2 separate regions of the Mus musculus genome follow, and region 2 is linked to region 1. A link is a contact called in public HiChIP or PLAC-seq data. All regions are on one chromosome and are shown on one strand. The core of a region is the stretch at or near the end of the contact, and the rest is flanking DNA. Distances in the headings are between cores, read along the strand shown. Region 1 holds the start of Fh1 (fumarate hydratase 1). Region 2 overlaps Fmn2 (formin 2).

The links. HiChIP or PLAC-seq counts read pairs in DNA pulled down with a chosen protein or histone mark.
Region 2: a contact with region 1 is called in an H3K4me3 HiChIP or PLAC-seq map of neural tube, with 6 times the contacts expected there. The contact joins the enhancer-like site here to the promoter of Fh1 in region 1. A contact is called at or near these places in 10 of 39 promoter capture datasets (the 3T3-L1 cell line, cranial neural crest, frontonasal cranial neural crest and 6 more) and 1 of 115 datasets of contacts at active chromatin or transcription factors (neural tube).

What each region holds. Positions count from the first base shown.
Region 1 is chr1:175,623,951-175,629,327 of GRCm38.p6, reverse strand. It overlaps Fh1 (fumarate hydratase 1), which reads left to right and starts at 3,693. Exons shown (of 10, transcript NM_010209.2): 1 at 3,693-3,877. The coding sequence starts at 3,755.
Region 2 is chr1:174,620,527-174,625,232 of GRCm38.p6, reverse strand. All of the region lies in intron 6 of Fmn2 (formin 2), which reads right to left. Among named protein-coding and RNA genes, the nearest start is that of Fmn2, 120 kb to the right of the region's middle. Within about 2 kb of position 2,127, at least 20 of the 459 cell types and tissues checked have an H3K27ac peak or open chromatin away from gene starts, as enhancers often do. A contact at or near this core is called in neural tube and second pharyngeal arch cranial neural crest, where this site is marked.

The sequences.
Region 1 (5,377 bases), core at 2,444-4,943:
CAAAATCATCAGGCATCAACAAGAACAAAGCAGGTTCCTATTATCAGGTCAGTCCCTAGTTTAAAGAAATACAACTCTAAGCAAAGCAAAACCACGATTTTATTTTAGATAGAAGGTTGCATCCTAAAATAAAGATGTACAGTGTCAACTGTAAGAAAAAAGGCTTTAAATTCATGTTCATTATTGACAATGGTGAGCTAAGCCAATGTTTTTCACATTTTGGCTACTCCTATTCCACATTCCTTATACGATTCACCTTTTGATCCTGATTGGTAGACATTTTATTTAGCCAAAATGCAACTTTATATTGCTGTTACAAGTATAAAATTACTTTCATTGATTTACTAGAAGGCAAATATACATTAATAGTTGGGAGTTCTTAGACATCAATGTTCTCTTTGCAAAAGGGATTATAGTGGGTACTACCTAATAAGGTTGCTTTTAGTGTTTAATGAATTAATTAATACATTTAAATGACCCACTTCTGCAATCCCAGCCCTGGAAACATTGAAGCAATAGGACTGTGAGTTTACAGCCAGCCTGGGTTACATGGTATTTCAATGAAATAAAAATCACAAGAAGAAAGAAAAAGAAATTTTTCTGGAATATTTTATGTGTCTTAGGAGATTGTTGAAAGATATGAATCTACACATATAAAATCCATCATGCAAAATTTCAAAAAGTTAAATTAGGGGTAGGAACTGGATATGTGCTTGAAACAGAAATGAAACCAATGAAAAATAAAATGATAACTCTAATTGGATGAGTAATAACTGAAACTTGTAGAGGTACCAATGTTCAAAGGAATTTAAGATAAAAAACAGCAATATCAATAGACATCCTTGGATCCTGGAGACCCTCAGCAGGTAAGTGTTCTCGTCAATAGTCCTGAAAGCTTCATATTCTGCATCCCCGTACTGCAAGGAGAGAACCAGTTCCCACAAAGTGTCCTCTATCTGTGTACTGTGGCAGAAAACCCCAAACCAAAATCACAACAAAAAGAGTAAATCATTTTTTAAATTCATGAAACAGAATACTATTAAGTCTATAAAAAAGATCATAGCTACTTTTTATTTAAGACCATTTCCAGCACTGAATTAAATTATAGCAGTAGGCTTTAAAATGACTTTTTGTTTGTTTGTTTTGAGACAGGGTCTCATTTTGTAGCCCTGGTTCTCCTGGAGCTGACCATGTAGACCTGCACTAGTCTTTAATGCACAGAAATCTACGTGCCTGTGCCTCTCTGGTGTGCAGACTAAGGTGGTGCACCATCACACCAGGACTGAAATGAAGTTGTAAAGCAATTGTTTGCCTGTTAGTGACTGAAGCAACAAACAAGGGTGGACGGGGAAGGACACTTTTGAAGAAAATAAGCGCCTCTGGGAAGGGGCGGGAGAACGTGGCACTCAAGTTTAGAAATGAATCTTCTATTTCGTTAAGAGTACAGACAAAGCAAATGGTAAGTGTTTGTGTTGCTTTGTGGTAGGAGAGTAGAGAATGGAAACAAAGGACTCATGATTACTTATAAACTAAGCAGAAGACAGGCCTTAGGTCTCAGAAACTCAGAGAAATGGCTGAGCTGTCATTAACATATCAAAGCAATATCTGGGGCTCCTCCCAGCACTTTTCAACCCTTTCCCTCCTCTAAACTTCTGAGAGCTGGGCTTCCACCTGCACAGCTCTTTTCCCTATGTAAGTCAGCCATTTTGGCTACATCATTCTCTTAGCCTATTTATTGGCTTGATTACCTGTCTTGTCTTTGTCAGTAGCTCCTTTCTTGCCCCCATCCCATCCCCTGCCCCCTTTCCTCCCATGGCCTGGTTTCCTCTGCCTGCCTTGTTCAGCTTGGCCTCTTTCCTCTCTCTGCTTTCTCCCTTGTATCTACCATAAAAATCCTCTCCTTACTTTAGGAGTAGTCATGTCCTCCTCCTTTCATTTCAGTTGTTTTTTTCATTCAGCTGGAACCCAGGAGATCCCCCTACACACACACTCACACACACACACACACACACACACACACACACACACTCACACACACTCACACTCAAACACTCACACACACTCACACACACACTCACACACACACTCAAACACTCACACACACACTCACACACGCACTCACACACGCACACACACACTCACATACACTCAAACACTCACACACTCACACACACGCACTCACACACGCACACACACTCACTCACACACACTCACACACACACACTCACACATGCACACAAACACTCACACGCACACTCACACACACACACATATTCACACACACACTCACACACACCCACACACACTCACATACACACATACTCACCACACTCTTGTGGCTGCTCTTTAATGGCAAAAGTGTAACATTTCGGGCAGAAGATACACTGCTTTATATGATTGTACTTTATCTTACTGCTTTGTCTTTTTCCCCTTAACCTAACTTTTAAAGAAAATTTGGTTCTACCTTTCACCAACTACTCTAAAAATTTCTCAGCCATTAGTTGAGAGAGGGAAGAACTAGATACTGAGGTCTGAAAACCCACCGGTACTGGTTTAATTGATTTAGCTCAGCTATTAGTCTTATTCTTACTTATTTTATTTCATTTGTGTTATTTTGAGACAGGGTGGCCTGTATCCCACACTGGCTTCAGACTCCCTGTGTAGCCAAGGATGGCCTTGAACTACTATTCTTCCTACCTGCACTTCTCAAGTGTGAAGATTGCAGGTCAACAGTGCATTTGTGTCAGGCTCACTATGAAGCCAAGGTTATTCTTGAATTCAACTCCTCCCTACCGTGGCATCTAGAGTGCTGAGGCTATAAATTGAAGCCTCTCATTTCCTGAAGAACTTCCTCTTTAACTGTCTTCTGATTCTGCATTAGAAAATTAAAAGAAGAGACACAATTTTTTTTATCAGTTACTCTTTTTCCATTGGCATCATTTAAGCAATGTTTTCCCTAGCCTGTAACCACAAAGAAAATCAGAGATGAAAAATCCCAAGGAATGTGGACACATTATAAATGTTATCAGAGGACATGTTAAAAGACAGAGGAAAAGGCTGGAGAGATGACCCAGTGGTAAAGAGCAGTGACTGCTCTCCCAGGTGTCCTGAGTTCAATTCTCAGCAACCACAGGGTGGCTCACAACCATCACAATAAGAGGGATCTGATGCCCTCTTCTGGTGAGTCTGAAGTCTGCTACAATGTACTCATAGACATAAAATAAATCTTTTAAAAAAATGACAGGAAAATTGACTCCAAAATGACAACTAGGAGCATTGTGGGATAATTGATTACTACTTCCTTGTTTAAAATTTGAGGCACTTTCTAGGAAGATAAGTATTTGAGACACGGATTCATACAGCTGCACGTCATGGGTGGTTGCAGGATAAATATTAACTTGATAACATGTTCTTTCTAGGCTGTCTCACGGACCTAGTACTACAGGCATCTTCAGCCAGTTTCCTGCCTCCTAGCAGCCACATTTGAAGTATTGTCGGAAGATCTGACCTCCCGCCTCTTGTCTTTTCCCATGATTCCTTCCGCACTAGTTTCCCGTGAACCCGAGGACTTCAAACAGCCATACTACAGGCCCAGGGAAGGCAACCCGCCCCATTAGTTATTATTGGCCAGTCATGGTTAGTCCCGTCCTACATGCTCAGGAAGAGGCGTTTGATTGGTTACGAGCGTGGCCGGAATCTGACGTATTAGGGGGCGTGGCTCAGGCTCAGCTTTCCACCCCCGTACAGCAGCACCATGTACCGCGCACTCCGTCTCCTCGCGCGCTCGCGTCGCCTCCTGCGGGTTCCGTCCGCCGGTGCTGCAGTGTCTGGGGAAGCGACCACCCTCCCGCGGTGTGCTCCGAACGTCGCGCGAATGGTGAGCGGGCATCTCGGGACCCGGCCTCCCCGGGGTGACCTTCACGTCAGAGTGTCCCGGGTGTCCCCGCGGGCCGCGCCTGGGCTCGGCGCCGGCCAGCACGCTCACCATCCGCCCCGGACGCGGCCTCCAGCCGAGTGTGTTGGGGCTGCGGGCAGCGCTGAGGGACGCGCTCCTTCCTGCTGGGGAGCCTGAGTGTCAGGGCAGACCTGCCCAATGCCTGAGCTTGCAGAGGCCTTCGGTCCAGGACACCTTCTCTGGGAAAGAGCGTGCACGGAGGCAGAGGGTGGGGGATGCCGGGGTGCAGGAGTAGCCCGAGGAAAGGGGAAGCCCCTTCCTTGTCCAGATCGCAAGCCCTGCTGGCTGGACACAGACAGGATGCTCCCCTAGGCTAGGGTCTGGCTTCTTGGTCCACCAGGGTGCTCTTTCCTGCTTTCAGGCCCTCGAAGTGGATGAAGCCAGTGTGTCTTCTGAACGGAAAGGCTTTGCTTCTTACTAACTTGACTATTTAGCTTGTGAGGTTACATGTGTTCTCTCTCACAACTGGGTGTAAAACTCCGAAATCCATAAATGTGGACCTAGGAACATAAGTACTCGGAAGCATGCCTGAGCAGATTGGATAGGACCGAACAATTGCCCTAACCAAGATTTTGTATTCAGAAAGACAGCTAAAGGAACTTAAGGGGCCAGGTCCAAGGTATGGCATGCTTCGTTAAGCCCCTGTACTGTTTAGAGTTCTTTAGAAAACGAAAAATGCGAGTGTGTATGTACTGTTAGGAAAAGTTTGAGAAATGAATAGTTAGGAAGACCACTCCGAAGTGTAGCATGTCTTCTGTAGTGTGGGGTGTGATTTCAAGTCCTACTGCTGCGTTCAGGCTTTGTCCAGTTTCTACATGTAAAGCTGAGATAATTACAGAGGCTCAGCAAGATAGAACTTGGGGAAAACACTGTGCTTCTTAATTAGACCTCCTTTAGTGTCCTTAAAAGGGCCAAGACGTTCTCTCAACTTCTAGACGCTTGAATGACAACTCTGTACCGTCTTGGGGCTTGGGAGATGACACCAGTGAAGAATCCATCAGGTGGTTCACACCCACCTGTAACATCAGCTTTAGGGGACCTGTAACACACTCTTAATAACCTCGACATATGCGTGTGTGCAAACATACATACACACACACACATATGCACCCATGCACACACAGACACACACTAACATAAATCTTGGAAAGAAGCTATGAAGTCCAGGTTGCTTAAAGTTCCTGGAACTTTGCTCTGGTGATTTTAATGCATTCTAAAATCTCTTTTAAAAAGACTGGGTTTCTTTTTGTTTTAAAGCTTGTTTAGGGGAACAGGAAAATGGAATGAATCTATCATGGCAAATATGAAAATAGCAGTTTCTTGCTTAGGGTTATAGTGTCAGAAAATAGGATCAGTATACTTTTCTTTTTCCATGGTTCCAAGGACATTTCTTGCCCTTTAGCCCCCTTGTAATTTCCAGCA
Region 2 (4,706 bases), core at 878-3,377, 1.0 Mb after region 1:
ACATCAGATTACATATGTAGAAATAGGACAAGTCTAAGGGCAATAGGAAAGTACACACAAAGTCATATGGATCGATTAGGGAAAAAATGCCCTCATTTCCACTTTATGGCTATCTGGGGGTGGGGGTGGGGGTGGGGGGATGAGGGAAAACAAAAAAGCCTGAATCTTCTGTGGAGCCCCGTCTGGTCTGATGTCACCTCCTCTTGCTCTCTATTTAACTTTATTTCTATCATTTGAATTCCACTCGCCATGAATTCTGGGTGTGAAGCTTATTAGGACAATCGCTTAAATTGTGGTACTGAGAGTGTGGCAATTTCCAGATACTTTTTTTACTCTAGTCAATAGCATTTTAGGGGACTGGAGAGAAAGATAGAGATGCCTCAGCAGTCTGCTCTTTCAGAGGTCCCAAGTTCAAACCCCAGCAACTACATGGTATCTCACAATCATCTATAATAGGATCTGATGCCCTCTTCTGGCATGCAGGTATACCTACATACAGATAGAGCACTAATATGCATAAAATAAATGAATAAGTAAATAAATCTTTTTAAAAATAATCTGTGTTTTATTCTCTGATGAATGGATTCAATAAAACTATAATGAAACTAAGTCTTTTTTGTTTTATTTTCATTTTTTTCTGTTTTGAGGCTAAAATGTATAAACAGTACCTTGGTACTATAATTAGAAAGCAGCAGTGAGCCCTAATCCTCTATGGAGGCACACATAACTATCACCAGCCAAGTGGTGTATTTTCTCAGTGTCTGTGTTTATAAAAGACAAGGAATACTGTTTTCCACAAAAGCATCAGACCGTTTATCACTGCATGTGGCAGGGGGAAAGGAAGGTGAGTGGGGAGAGATGCAGAGAGGAAAGCAGAGGGAAAAGAATAGAGAAACTGAAGTGAGACAAGAGAGAAAATTAAGAGTGGAGAAACGATGGGGGGGGGGTGACAGGAGGAAGCTAGTCAGCACATGCAAAGGAGCTATGAGTCGCCAGAATCAGAAGTTTTAAATAATCCATTATGTTGACATTCAATAGTATAGACGAATGACTTTATGCCTCTTCAGTTTTTGTAAGTTACACAGGTTGAGGAAAGAGGTGGAAGTTGGTGGACAACACTCAAGCAGAGGCTGGTAAAATGTTCAAGGATACAAAGAGCAGCTATCCTCTCTGGGGAGGGCAGCAGGACAAACTTCAGAACACAGAGTAGAGTGAGAGTCTGTTTCCAGGGATTTCGTACCACACGGGAAAAGACTAGCCCAAGCAGAAGAATGGGTGTAACCTCAGAGATCATTGACTAAGGGCTAAAGACAAAGAGCAACAGAAAGCACACACTGATCTCCCTCGATCACTGTTAGAAATTTTGGAGATCAGACAGAGTGAGAGAACAAGGGCTAGAGAGCATGGCATGGCACAACATGGCCAATGAGAAACAACAGCCTCCAGCCAGTGGTGGGAAGGAGACAGACGAGAAAATAAACAGCGAACTCACAGGGAAAACACTGGGCCCATTACTGAGCAGATATGTGGCCCAAAAGTGCATGGAACCTGGGATCCACATACCATATGTTTTCTGGGACCCCTCCTCACACCATATCAGTGGTTTGTAGTCATTTTGAAAAGACCTTGTTGAATCAGGAGCCAGCTGGGTGGCTCTGGAGACAGGGATTTCACCATACACTGTGTGCTCTGAGAAGCCCGGAAAAGCATCAAGCGAGAGCAGGCCTGTAAATTCAGAGGTTCTCAGCCTGTGTGTCATAACCCCCTTAGGGGTTGAAAGACCTTTTCCCCAGATCCCACAGCAGATATCCTGCATATCAGATGTTGACATTATGATGCATAGCAATAATAAACTACAGTTATGAATTAGCAACAAAAGCAGTTTTATGGTTGGGATGACCACAACAGGAGGAAGTGTTCTAAGGGGTGGCAGCCTAAGGAAGGCTGAGAACCATTGCTCCAGTTAGAGCAGAAAAATGAAGTCAGAACCGCGGAGAGCTCCAAGTAGTGGACCGCTGGCCTGAGCTATATGAAAGGAAGAGCCTTCCTCCCTTCTCCCTCCTGAAGCCCAGCATGAAAGCCAGCTGCCAGAGGTAGAGGCAAGTGAATCTACTAGGGATAGATGTATAGGAGCAATGCAGCCTCCCATAGGCCCAGAACACAAAGGAGGCAGTGTCTTGTGCCCACAGCACAAAAGATCCACAGTAGCTTTGCCCAGTCTCTAGAGACAAAAAGACCACCTCCAATCTCTGCTTCTCAAGCTATTTGGCACAACTTCTTTTGTGGAGATTGTAAATGGCGATAACAACCCACCCACTTACATTCCTGAAACCCTACTTAAACTCAGTGGGCCATGCACATAAAAGAAATGACAGTGGGAAGTTGGGAAGAAGGGCTTCAGTGTGAGGAGGAATGGGGATGAGACAAGGCAACAGAAGATGAGTAAGGAAGGAATAGAAGATGAGGAAGGAGAGAGGCAGAGGTGGAGGGAGAGGGAGCCAGTAGAGAGTCTAAAGTGGGAAGACATGATTAAATTTATATCCACGTATACAATGGTCAAGAACTTTTTAAAAAGCAAAAAGAACTGATGACAGAAGAAGGCTTCTGAATGTGCATTGAACAAAAACTTAATGAAAAATCAAAAGCAAGACCAATCTGAGGTGTTTGCAGCAGACAGTGTGTGTCCATCCTGAATCAGATGGCATCATTGCAACCTTAGTTCTGAGCATACATGCAGTCTGGACTGGTCAGGCCCTTGTAAGGTAGAGCAACAATGACACCCCTTGGCTGAGATTTAAGACTATTTTAGTTTTACGAAGCACACAGTGTTTTTTAATTGTATTGAAATATGACATTTCACTACAGAACACCATTCTTCAGGATGTATCAAATTAATGCATCTTTGTTCTGTATGGTGTTAGAACAGTCAACCTTTTAAATTGGTATTTGAATTGCTGATAGGTTTCATAAAAAACTCATACAAGGAATTTTGGCTTGGAGGTAGAAAAAAATTTCTAACATTTTTTAAAATGGGCCTAAATAACTATTCTATGCTATATATGATGAAGTACCACTCACAATATTGACTATGAATGGAAATACTAGTCAATTCTGAAAAAATGTTGAACATGCTCTTTGTCTTGGAATATCAAATATTTAACCAGAATCTAATTCTTTATATAAAAAAATACAATGATAACTACCTCATTAGCAAACAAATCTATCTCAGTGTTTAATGACAAGAAATCAATATATACCAAAAATTGCCTTGATAAATTTGTTTATAACTTATTATCAATGGCTAGATACTATATGTATTTTCTATACCTAGGTATCCAGAGTCAAGTTGAAGAAAAAACAAAACAAACAAACAAACAAACCCTCAAGCAAAGAGAGACTGGTCAAGAGGTAGTTGGGAAGTCAAAGGAGATTTGTCCTTGAGTCATGACAACTACTTGGCCCAAACCACAGGTCCTTCTTGCTGGCAGAGAAAACAAACGCCAGCACAGGAGGCCAAAGAAAACAAAGGTTCCATTTCACCACAAGGAGCTAACTCAAAACCCAGAAAAGAAAGCTCCTTGGCAAAGATAAATGCACTCACCCATGGAGTGACACCCTGGGGTGATGCTGACCAGTCTCTTTCATGTTTTGTTTTTCCAGTTTTTGTTCATGCTATTTAAACTATTTTAGCTTTTTTTTTCTTGCCTTATTTTATATCTTTCCTTTTGGTCTTGACTCCTCTAATCCCCTCTCCATGACCTGTGGCTCTCTTTCCTTCCTCCAGTCCTGCCTTCCTCCTGCATTCGCTCCCTCTCTTGACTCTCCCACCCCAACCCCTGGAATTAGCAGAGGGAATGGGATGGTTGGGACTCCTGATCTTCCTATCGAAGCCTCTCAAATATGGAGCCCGCCATATAAACTACTCACCTAGCACTTAGTGGTTTGGTTGGATTTGTTTTGTTTTGTTTTTTAGTGTTCCCTTCTTTCTTCCCCAATCTTCTCCCCATCTTCTACCATTTTACTCTAGTGTGTGGTCTTCAAACAAGCACCGCCTCTTCACTCCACCTCGCTCCTCTCTCCTTTATTATCTCATGCCATGTAATATTCTTTATTTTCACTATTGTGGGTTGCTTGTATTCCCTTTCCTTTGTTTTCTCTGCCATGTTTAACTGAATCTTCTGTTTTTTCTTTCTTTGTTGCTCTGATAAGAAGAACTAGTTTCCCTCTGCTTAGTTTCTTTCCATTTCTACCCTTAGGTAAGTCATACAAACACATCTTAGAGTCCTTGTTCCTACAGTGTTGTGAAGTTATTGCAGTCTATGTATGAGGTGGAAGGGTCACTGATTTTAATTGGCTATTATTCTACCTTTGCACTAGCCTTATCCACCACCTGTGGTGGTTTCTTCCATCATCTGTGATTAGTCTTGATGGCATTCCTTCTATGCTCCTTCCTACAGTTACCTATCAATAGCCAGGATGGGGTTGTTTGGCCCCTCCTTGCTCTCTCTGGCCTCTCTCTCTCTCTGACTCTCTTCTCTCACTGAGCCCTTTCTCTCTGGTTCCCCTCACTCCCCTCTCTCCACCTGTCCCTGGACTACTGCCTCTCCTCCTCCTCCTCCTCCTCCTCCTCCTCCTCCTCCTCCTCCTCCTCCTCCTCTTCTTCTTCCTCCTCCTCCTCCTCCTCCTCTCTCTCTGTCTCCCTCTCT